Linked DNA regions of Danio rerio: region 1 is linked to region 2. A link is a contact called in public Micro-C data. All regions are on one chromosome and are shown on one strand. Each heading gives the region's core, a stretch centred on a gene start, on an enhancer-like site or on the middle of the called end of the contact. The rest is flanking DNA. Distances are from core to core; before and after follow the strand shown.

Region 1 (5,990 bases), core at 381-2,880, 68 kb after region 2:
GAATATCTCAAACAACTATAATCATGCTCTTAATCACAGAAGCTCAAGCCCTCTTTGGTCCTCCTGTATCTCCTACACGGTTCTTCGAGCGCATCCAAAATGCTGCCGCTCGACTTGTATTTAACCTCTGGAAATTCTCTTATTTTCCGCCTGTGCTCAGCTCTCTACACTGACTGCAAGAAATAAAACCAAGACACTGTTCTTAGCCTGCAGAGCTGCCAATGGCCCGTAGAACCATTACCTAAAATCCTTCATCAAACTTGTACACCTCAGTCTGGTCAGTGTTAACAGCCACTTCTGGTCACTCAAATCCCCTCAACTCAAAAAGTTCCTACACCTCCAAGTCCAGAATTTCCTCTTCATCTACTTCCTGGGTTCCTACTTTTTGACAAACTCCAAATATCAAGCAGACTATTATATAATATAGCCCTATTTATTTAAATGTGTGGATAAATACCTTGTCATCTCTGCAGAAAAAAAAAACTGCTTAAAGGCCGGTTGGCTGGTTTTAGCTGGTCGACCAGCCTGTTTTTAGAGGGGTTTTAGCCATTTCCAGGCTGGTTTCCAGCTATTTACAGCCTGGTATTAGCTGGTCAGGCTGAAAAATGACCAACTAAAACCAGCTGATCAGCCTGGATTAAGCTGGACATAGCTGGCTGGACTCCCAGCCTGGTTTTAGCAGGTCATCTTCCAACCCAACCAGCAAAGACCAGGCTGGAAATGGCCAAAATCTAAAAACGAGGCTGGTCGACCAGCTAACCAGCTTAGGCTGGATTTTTCAGCAGGGATACCTCAACAAGAAGACATGAGTGATTTAATATAGGCCCTATGGCAAAAAAAAGCGAAATTATTCCTCAACTGTTCCTTTAAAATGTATCTGAACTGGAATTAGATAAGTCTAAACAACATAATTACAAATGTAAATTATTATTGAATCTTTAGGCCTTAAACTGGAAAGTAACGTTATCAAGACGGTGACTTGTTTTGAACGTGGCAGCGAATTTAGAGCTTATCTAATGTACATTTTAACTACCAGGAATCAGCTAGCTGGATAAATTTGTAAAATTGTGGCTGTCGGTTATATGGTAACCGTTTAATGTAATGAAATCATGGTTAATTTTCGTAAATAGCCACCCCCTGCATAAAAGTAGCGATCGTCTTCTAAAATAAGACATCATCGCCTTGTTTTTTGTCCGCCAAAACATTTATTCGCACTGGAGACTTGAATTAAGCTCAAATCATTTTGAAGAGAAAACGTATGCTAACATTATGATGTACAAACGGTTTATGAATCGCAAATTATAATGTAAATATGGACATAACTGCATTTTTTCTAGAGCGCCATTAGGGCAAGACACAATCGGTTAGTGAAACTAATAAATTAATTTATTTTCGATCAACAAAACAATACCTTGTGTAATGCGCTTTTGATGTGATAACAAGAAACTTATAATTTCGAATTAAGATTTAATATTTCATAACCCCGCTTGTGTAGTAAGTGTACTTAAATATGTGTAGTTTGCATCACCTGAGTGAAGATAAACTTCAATCTGAAGAATCAAATCTTGAATGTCAAGTCAATCGGCGTCCAGATACTCAACAAGAAAGCACATGATTTGGCGAGTTTGGTCGCCATCTAGCGGTGTGAATTGCACTTTACATTGATGAATTTTATGAACAGTTTCACCCATTGTTGCTTGTTATTAACGTTTAAACTCACTCAAGCAGAAAAGGTCGATGGGTTTTTATATTAAATGTATTTAAGTATGTTATAGCTACAAAACTTTGATTAATTTCGTCAAAGTTAACTTTCAAGACGTTCATGAATAGGAAGTCCAGTTCACCTCAGGAAGTCACCATAGCAACAGCTCGCCGCTGGCTCTAAATCTTTCCGTGAGTATCCCTGTCATTGTTGAACTTTTAAATATAAGTATGCTTATAAGTGTTTATACCTATATAAGCTTTAATGATACATACCAGAGTCACTTGTTATAGAGTGTGTACTAATTAAAAAGCTCCCAAAAGCACAAGTATACCTTTAAAATGTTAAAATGTACACGATAACTTCATTATTTAACGTTAGCCATGTTTAGTTCTTAATTCCTGATTTATCTTCTCTGAAGCGGTTATAAAGAACATTAGCTTAAACCTAAACTTTTGAATAAAGAGTTTAACCTCTAATATGGTAGAAGAGATATAAGTTGTAGAAGCTAAACATGTGTTTTGGACATGTTTAGCTTCATCCTCTACATTTTACAAACACCAGAAGCTTATCTCAGCATTCAGTAATAATTTTCGAACATGTTTTGTTTATTAAACACCTGTTAGTCTTACCTGAATAGTACCCAATTGTTGCAAGAGCACTGTGTATTGGGTCACTTTATTGTATTTGGACGAGCTTTTAACTCATTTTTAAGCTAGTAAACTTCTGAAAGTGTTCATAACCCTATACAAAATATGCATTAAAAAGTACTTACATTCTTACATTAAAAGTACAACTTAAAAACGACTATATTTAACTGCTTTAGTACATATAAACTGCTATTACAATTTTAATGTGGGGATGTCGTTGGCCCATGAACATTTCCTGCTTGTTATCAAACTATTTCATAACTGTAACAAGAGGTAATTCAATCATAACTTAATGTTAAAACAGCTATTATAACTTTATTTATCAATATGTGGCTCTTTTTGGATTCTCAGAAGCTATAGAAATAAAAAATGTAAAACAGCAAATATTTTAGGAACATTGTTTTTGTTTACATCCCTCAAAATGGTCTCTATGTATACACTGAATATGTTGTAGCTTTGAAGAACAAAAGCTGATTTAAACATTTCCGTGTCTTCATCATTATTAGATATCATTTTATTTTTATATTTTTTGCTTTAAGACAAGATGATGCCACTAAAAAAGGGTAAAAAAAAAAAAAAAGTTCTAATAGTAACCATCATACTCCCCCAGTTGATGGATTACATCTAGAATCACAAGCTATTTTTGCATTAGAAGTTTTGTTAAAATATTTTTTTAAAACTGAATTATTTAATATATATGTGCTAATTTGCACACATTTCTAAATCAGAACATCAGATGAAGTTGCTTTCAAAACCCTTGTTTAATTCTTATGATATATTAGAGTCGAACCTTTTATAGAAGGGGATTTGAGAGTCTCTTTTTATGACTCTATACTGCAATTTAGAAAATTTGTGGATAAAAATGTACAGAAAAGACAGGAAAACTGTACGATATGAACATATCCATCTATAAAAACCTTTAAAATGTAGATATGGACAAAACTCTGCAGTTTGTTGTAAGTAAATGCTGCTAAGGTGTAGATTTATGTCTCAGCATAGGAGAAATACAACTAATCTGAACAAAGCGGCTTAATTAATACCTAAATTAATAAATAAACAATTAAGAGTGTATTTTTAAGTATTGTTCCTTTTAATTATACTTCAAAAAACTTTATAGACAAAAAAAATCTCAAAATGTATAGATCCATGAAAAAAAAAACATTCTCACCATTCTCACTCAACATTCTCTCAGCTGCATTCTCACCTTTAAACTCACATTTTCAACTTGATCCCCTCATATAGACTAAACTATTCCAACTAATCCATCTTATGAAATACATAATCATAAGTCACCTCTATAACTAAATAAAAACCACCCAAAACATCTTTACCCAACCAAACACTACATCCAGACTCCCAAACACATCATCCACACCTGCACCCGCAGAACCCCCGCCCCCCCTCCCAAACACACAATTACTCATCACCCAAACATTAGCACTGGTCAGCCGCTGACCCCTCCCCCTCCTCCACTGACCCCTCCTCCTCCCGCTGACCCCTGCGACCTCTCCGCCAGTTGCCAAGGAGACAACCTTGGCGCACATCTGACCATTGCCCCCTCCCTTCCCCCTTCAGCCGAGACGAGGCGGGCGATCGATACTCTATCACACAGAACAGTGGAGCGAGAGAGAGAGAGGGAGAGAGAGAGACCGAGCTCCGCATTGAGCACAAAGATTAAAGCAGGCAGGACAGCTGACAATGTGTGTGTGTGTGTGTGTGTATGTGTGTGTGTGTGTGTGTTTCATAATGAGCAGACATATTTCTGTTATTTTGGAGAGTTGGCTTCAAGGCATGTTTGTAATTCTGTTTTTAGAGGTGTGGTTTAGTGTGTGTGTATGCGCGTGTGTGTGTTTGTGAGGCCTCTTCATCATCAAAATGAAACAGCGGCTGAATGTAACCAGGGAATTCATCAAAGACTTTACTGCAGCCCGTCTCCTCCTTTCTCTTTCATATATAAAACCAAAACTGTATGTGTGTGTGTGTGTGTGTATATATATATATATATATATATATATATATATATATATATATATATATATATATATAGTTGAAGTCAGAATTATTAGCCCCCTGAAATATTAGCTCCCCTTTTAATTTTTTGTTTCCCATTTTCTGTTTAATGTTTCTAATAACTGATTTATTTTATCTTTGCCATGATGACAGAAAATAATATTTTACTAGAAATTTCCTTGCTCTGTTAAACATCATTTTGGAAATATTTAAAAAAAGAAATAAAAATTCAAAGGGGGGCTAATGATTCTGACTTTAATATATATATATATATAGATAGATAGATAGATAGATAGATAGATAGATAGATAGATAGATAGATAGATAGATAGATAGATAGATAGATAGATAGATAGATAGATAGATAGATAGAGCTATGGAAAAAAATAAGAGAGCGCTTGACAATTCTCGGTTTGCACTGAATTTGTTAGGAGTGGGTTTCAGTAAAATGGTAGATTTGATCGATTAAAAGAGTGTCTCATTTGTTGTGATTGGAAATCAGGGTTATATTATCATGCAGTTGAAGTCAGAATTATTAGCCCCCCTGTTTATTTCCCCCCCAATTTCTGTTTAATAGAGAGAAGATTATTTTCAACAAATTTCTGTACATAATACACTGAAAAAAAAATGATGTCTGCGAAACTGTTGCAAACAAATAATTTGTGTTGAATTTAAACAAACAAATAAAATTGAATAAAATTAAACTTGATCTGTTTGTTTAAATTCAGCCCAAATAAATTGTTTACAGCCATTTCACGTGAAAATTTTTAGTAAATCCAAGGAATTATCTCTGAATAATTTTTAATAACTCATTCCTAATAACTGATTTATTTTTATCTTTGCCATGATGATAGTTAATAATATTGTACTAGATATTTTTCAGGACACTTCTATACAGCTTAAAGTGACATTTAAAGACTTAACTAGGTTAATTAGGTAGGCCGGTTAGGGTAATTAGCCAAGTATTTGCATAACGATAGTTTGTTCTGCAGACAATCAGAAATAAATTTGCTTAAAGGGGTTAATAAATTTGACCTTAAAATGGTTTATAAAAAAATAAAAACTGCTTTTATTCCAACCGAAATTAAACAAATAAGACTTTCTCCAGAAGAAAAAATATTATCAGACATACTGTGAAAATGTCTTTGCTCTGTTAAACATCATTTGAGAAATATTTAAAAAAGTAAAAATAAATCAAAGCGGGCTAATAATTCTGACTTCTACTGTATGTAAAAGTGTAAAATGTTTGTATTGTGTTGTGTTAGCATGTCTAAATATTTGGGAACTTTCATTCATTAATTTCCCTTAAGCTTAGTCTCTTTATTTATCAGGGGTCATCAAAAAACCGCCAACTTATCCAGCATATGTTTTACACAGCGGATGCCCCTCCAGCTGCAACCAATCACTGGGAAACACCCACACACTCTCATTCACACACATACACTTTGGCCAAATTAGCTTACCCAATTCACCTATAGCGCATGTCTTTGGACTTGTGGGGGAAACGGGAGCACCTGGAGGAATCCCACGCCAACACGAGGAGAACATGCAAACTCCTCACAGAAATGCAACTTAGTTGAGACTCAAACCAGCAACCATTTTGCTGTGAGGCCATCGCGCCACCCTGT
Region 2 (5,622 bases), core at 2,300-4,799:
TTATTATTAAAAGCAATTTACATATTTAAAATGATGCATTAAATTGTGTTTTATAACAAAAAGAAAAGTTCACAAAACGAATGCAGGTTTATGGAAAAAAGAAACAAACAAACAAAAAAATATGAACTGACCTCACCTTTATTTCAACTGATTCCATTGGTTTTTAAAGTAAAGTCAACTAATCACTTTTATTTGAACTGATTCAAGTGTTTTTTTACGAACAAATTGCTTTTATTTCAAGTGATTCAATTACGTTAAGTAAAGTCAACTAATTGCTTTTATTTCAACTGGCGCAACCACTTTAAGTATACTCAACTAATCGCTTTTATTTCAACTGGTTCAACAGGTTTTTTTTTTTTAGTAAAGTCAACTAATCGCTTTTATTTCAACTGATTTAATCACTTTTATAAAGAAAAAGTCAGCTAATCACTTTTATTTCAACTGATTTCATCACTTTTTAAGTAAAGTCAACAAATCGTTTTTATATCAACTAATTCGATCACTTTTTTTAAAGTAAAGTCAACAAATCACTTTTATTTTAACTGATTCAACCACTTTTTGAGGAAAAGTCAACAAATTGCTTTTATTTCAACAGTTTCAATCAATCAGTGTAATTAGAGTGTGCATCTAATTATTAAAACTTCTTCATAACAAAAATTAAACATATATTTAAAGATGATAGTATTTTAGATTTATTCATAAAAGCTCATTTGGCGCAGTGTAATATTTCCAAGATTTGACCAATAGAAAGACTACAGTTTATAGATAATTATAAAATCTTTTTACAATAGCTTTGATTCTTTACGGAGTTCCATTTCAAATAAAGACTGACCTTTTTACTCGAAGGACACAATAAACATGACTAATTGACACAAACCCACCCGATTGGAAATATCATATTCCGATGATACTACTGTGATGGTATACAAACGTGAAGGTTGATTCTCATGCAATTGATTCTGTGTCAGTATTACCCACAAACCTCTGTGCTGTGAGTCAGTCTAGTGTCACCTCCATTTCCTGTCTAAATGTGCGGCCTTCCACTCACTGTCATCACACACACACACACACACACACACACACACACACACACACACACATACATGCATACACGTGCGACGAGTAATGTCAGATATTCTTGGAAAAACTCGATCAATCAGCATCAGTCACATCTTTTAAAGGGCATAAGGCTGACTGGAGGAAACAAATTCACTAGTCATGTTCCTAGACTGTTATATTTATAAAAATGTGTATTGGAAAGCATTTTAAACTGTGCCTATCCTAAATGTTATATTTACCAAATTTACAAAAATGCAAATTTAAATAAATATTAATGCAAATATGATAATAACAAATAAAATTACATTAATTAGCTAGATTTGAAATTTTAGATTTAAAATTTCCAATAATGTCAATTATTCTGCACAAAAATGTATACAGAGTTGAACATTTTTTAAGATATATTTATTTCAGTATTATATTAGAGACATATGATTATGCTATTAGGCTGGTTAGCACTTTTATTTTGCAAGATAATCCATTTTGGTAAGTATATTAAAATTTGATTTACACAAGTAATTTCCAAGACATCATTTCAAATTAAATAATTAAAATGTTAAAATATGCGTAACAATGTTCCACCATCATTCATCATAATCGATTATTTTTATTAAATAATAAAAAACTTTTTTCTAATCTATGTTTATTAAAATACATTTTAAACTTAACGACCTTGCTAAATTTAAATACATTTTTAATGATTAAATAAATCCTTGCTGAAAAATGGGTAAAACTTTGTGGTTTAAAAGAGAGTGGCAAAGTATAAATGGTACAACTAACGGGTAAAACGAGGCTTCATTTTGATCTTTATAACACAGTATTTTATTATGTCATTAATTTATTCTAAACATGTCTGACAATATTTTCTTGGTATATAAACTCCTGTACGATGGTGATAACATGCTGATTGGGTATTGATGTAAACACTCTGATACAGATAAAGATTTGTTTTCCTTTGTTATTTTTTGCTTCTATAACAAAGTAATGCACTAGCGCAAATGCAGACTCAGCAGAGCAAAACTGATACACTGGCCTCATTACAACTTAATTTACTCCCATAAATCCTCGTGTGAACATCTCACCATTGTATCCAGCACAAAACAAAACTAACACACTCAATATCTCGTCCTTAAACTAAAAGCTCATCCTTTCGCACAATATCTGGCTTCTGCAGCTGCTTATTTTATCATATTGTGTTGTAGTTTACTCATTTGTAATCTAATGTGACGGTCTATGTTCGATCAGTGACTTTGAGTACTATAAAACATGGACAAATCCAAATGTTGGCATAAATTTGGGCCTATAAATTTATTGGTAATGCTTTAGTATAGTAACCAATTTGCTTATTAGCATGCTTATTATTAAGGTTTAGGCTGTTTATTATAATTTTTATTATCATTTATTATTTAAGTACATATTCTGCATGATCTTATTCTACATACCTAATCCTACCCAATAACTAAACCCAACTACAACCTTAATAACAATTAATAAGCAGCCAATTAGTTATTTATTAAGCTAAAAATCTTACTTAATGGGTTGTTAATATCGAGAATTGTACCTTAAAATGAAGTGAGACCAATATGCTTCATAAAATTAACCCTTCAGTTAGTTTTGACCATATTTTGATTCAAAATTGGGTTGAAATAACCCAATTTGTGTTAGTGTATTTACACACACACACAGACACTTCACTGATACTCTACACAATAAAATAATTGCATATAATTACTTATCACTTAAAAAATGGATTGCTTTACCCTGGATTTGCGTAAAATATGGGCAAACAAATGGTTTTTATTACACTTTAAGCCCAACCTATTGGGTTTGTTAATACTTAATCCAAATTTGGCTTTAAACACCCAACATTTATTTTATTCTATCCACAAGAAAAGCACTGAGACCAACTACACCCCGATTGCATACACCAGCACTATATTACACCTCATATACAAACACACACGCTGATATTCAAGCCTCTTGCATTCCTCCAGAGAGTTGCTCCTGACATTTCATTACTTTTGGCCTCAGTCCAGTTAGTTTTGATGTCCTCTCATTAGCAGAGTCTGTTAGTGAAGGCGAAGCTAATTAACCTTGCGGCCCCCTCTCGAGAGATCATTAGAGGGAAGGAAAGCGAGGAAAAGAGAGAGAGGGAGAGAGAAAGAAAGACACTGACTTACCTGGAATTCAGACATTTCGCCATAGCCGCCATTTTATAAATAAACCACAGCCTTCAGTCTGCTTGAGTCTCTCAGGTTTACAAGTGTGAGACTTCAATTCACCTCACCGTGCCCTAATAAGCTGACCAATCCTGGCTCTCTGTCAAAAATTCATGCTAATTGCTGAGTGAATATTCATAATATTGTTAGAATACTCAAAAAGTCGTACTTAAAAAGAGCTCAAGTTGAACTAGAATTAATAGTTATATGGTAGAAAGAATGAATGAAGGCTCATACAGTCACTCTCTCCTCACTTCCCCCCTACATTTTCTCACTCTCCGCCTTCAACCATCGATGTGTTTTACCCCTACACTTCCTCTGAACGCAGGTACGAGTGAACACACGCACGAAAAAGGAAAAAGTTATTATCTTGAGGCACAAACCAGGTAAAATATGTGGTTATTCTTTGTTGTGGGCAGTCATCAGGGCTGGTTTGAAGTGGTGGAGATTAATGTTAAGAAAGGAGGAGGCTGAAAGACACAGAGGGAAGCACTCAGAGCTCAAGTCAGCATAAGAAAGTGCTGGGGTGGCTGGAAAGTGCTCATCACGACGACGAAAACACAAGCAGATCTGATTTTAGTTCTTCACACGCCTCTATTTTCCACTGCTCGTTCTCTCAATGCGCTAAAATTAACACATTTCAAAATGAAATGAAACCGAAATGGCGCAAATGCACCGCAAGAGGGCAGCAGCGGCTTTAAATACCATCAAACCGGCTTCACGAGCAGCTTTGCAGATCAAACGAGCGATTTCTTGTAAGTTTTCGACTTTAACTTTAAGTTTCTTAGGTTTAATTTGACTTATTTTAAGGTTAGAAGTCTAATTAACATAGCTTTTGTTATATGTGAATGAGATTAGCTTAAAAACGAAACTAATATTAAACACCTACGAGTCCTCACAGACGAACGGATGCTTCTCTGGTATTTTCCCTACCCTTTCCCTTTTCTATTATTGTGTTATTTATAAATGTTAACAGGATAAACATTATCTGTGAATTGAAAGAGAGTCTAAACTGAGCAGCTTTGCCTATCAATAGAAACGTGTTTGTATAATCTTTATCCATGAACATATTAATATTACGTTCTGTACTGTCCAATCTTTGAAAGGCAAGTCATTTTTATCGTCGTCAATTATTTCGATGCTGACTTCTGTGTTTTAAAAGACATCCCAATATATTATCAATACAACATAAACTTACATTAATAGTTTTGCCCATGATGCGCTTTAAATGTTAGCAATGACAAATCCTATTCGGGATAAACTTCATTTATAAAAACGAGGCTCTGAGGGACAGACGTAGGCCTATAATCCGTTCAATATGTTGTAGTGTCTTGAGGATATACGTCTTTATGACACCTCTTTCATATGTTTTTTGTCATCTAGAAATACTCAGGTAAGACATATTTTCGATATTGCTCCAAATAAATAATAACACCCAGAACTTAGACTCTCTCAGTCACGAAGTACGTCTAACTTTTCCCTCATGTTACAAATACCACATTTATAATTATATAACATATATCACATCACATAAAGCCTATATTACATCCTAATACTTGATATTATTCATTATTAGCCTAGATTTCTGATCCAAAATATTGTTAAGACCTAATATCATTACATAAAACACTACTAAGATGCACTTTTTTTACTAGAGACTGTAGAATAAGTGTAAATGTTTATACATTTTAAGACTTTCTCAGTCATAAAATACAATGTCTAACGTTTCCCTGACATGACAAATAACATAATTATAATTATATAACATATATTGCATTATAGCCTATATTACTAATTAATAGTTGATTTTATTTATTATTAGCCATGATTTCTGATCCAAAAGTATTTTTATACCTAATATCATTACATAAATCACTACTAAGATTTACTTCTTTACTAGTCACTGTAGAATAAATGTGAATGTTTATACATTTCGATAATGTTTCAAACAAATAATAACACCTATCAAAACTTAAGACTTTCTCCGTCCCGAAATACAATGTCTAACGTTTCCCTGATGACAAATACCATATTTATAGTTATGTAACATGTTTCATATTAATACTTGATATTGTTTATTATAAGCCAAGATTTCTGATCCAAAATATTTTTAGACCTGATATCATTACATGAAACACTACTAAGATTTACTTCTTTACTAGTCACTGTAGAATAAGTGTGAATGTTTGGTATTGTTCCAAATAAATAACACCTATCAGAACTTAACTTTCTCAGTCACGAAATACGATAGCTAACGTTTCCCTGATATGACAAATACCATATATCATATTACATTATAGCCTAATACTTGGTCTCATTTATAATTAGTTAGGATTTCTGATCC

Evidence for each region. Hi-C and Micro-C count contacts between places; a contact is called where the count stands out from the background.
Region 1: a Micro-C map of caudal fin shows a contact between it and region 2, with 9 times the contacts expected there. The contact joins the promoter of pou2f2a here to the enhancer-like site in region 2. A contact is called at or near these places in 7 of 18 Hi-C or Micro-C datasets (caudal fin, embryo, hematopoietic stem cells and 1 more).

What each region holds. Positions count from the first base shown.
Region 1 is chr19:7,261,041-7,267,030 of GRCz12tu, forward strand. It overlaps pou2f2a (POU class 2 homeobox 2a), which reads right to left and starts at 1,631. Exons shown (of 16, transcript XM_073931452.1): 1 at 1,529-1,631.
Region 2 is chr19:7,191,367-7,196,988 of GRCz12tu, forward strand. The region is part of intron 2 of pou2f2a (POU class 2 homeobox 2a); the gene reads right to left. Among named protein-coding and RNA genes, the nearest start is that of erf, 59 kb to the left of the region's middle. Within about 2 kb of position 3,550, at least 8 of the 62 cell types and tissues checked have an H3K27ac peak or open chromatin away from gene starts, as enhancers often do. A contact at or near this core is called in caudal fin, where this site is marked.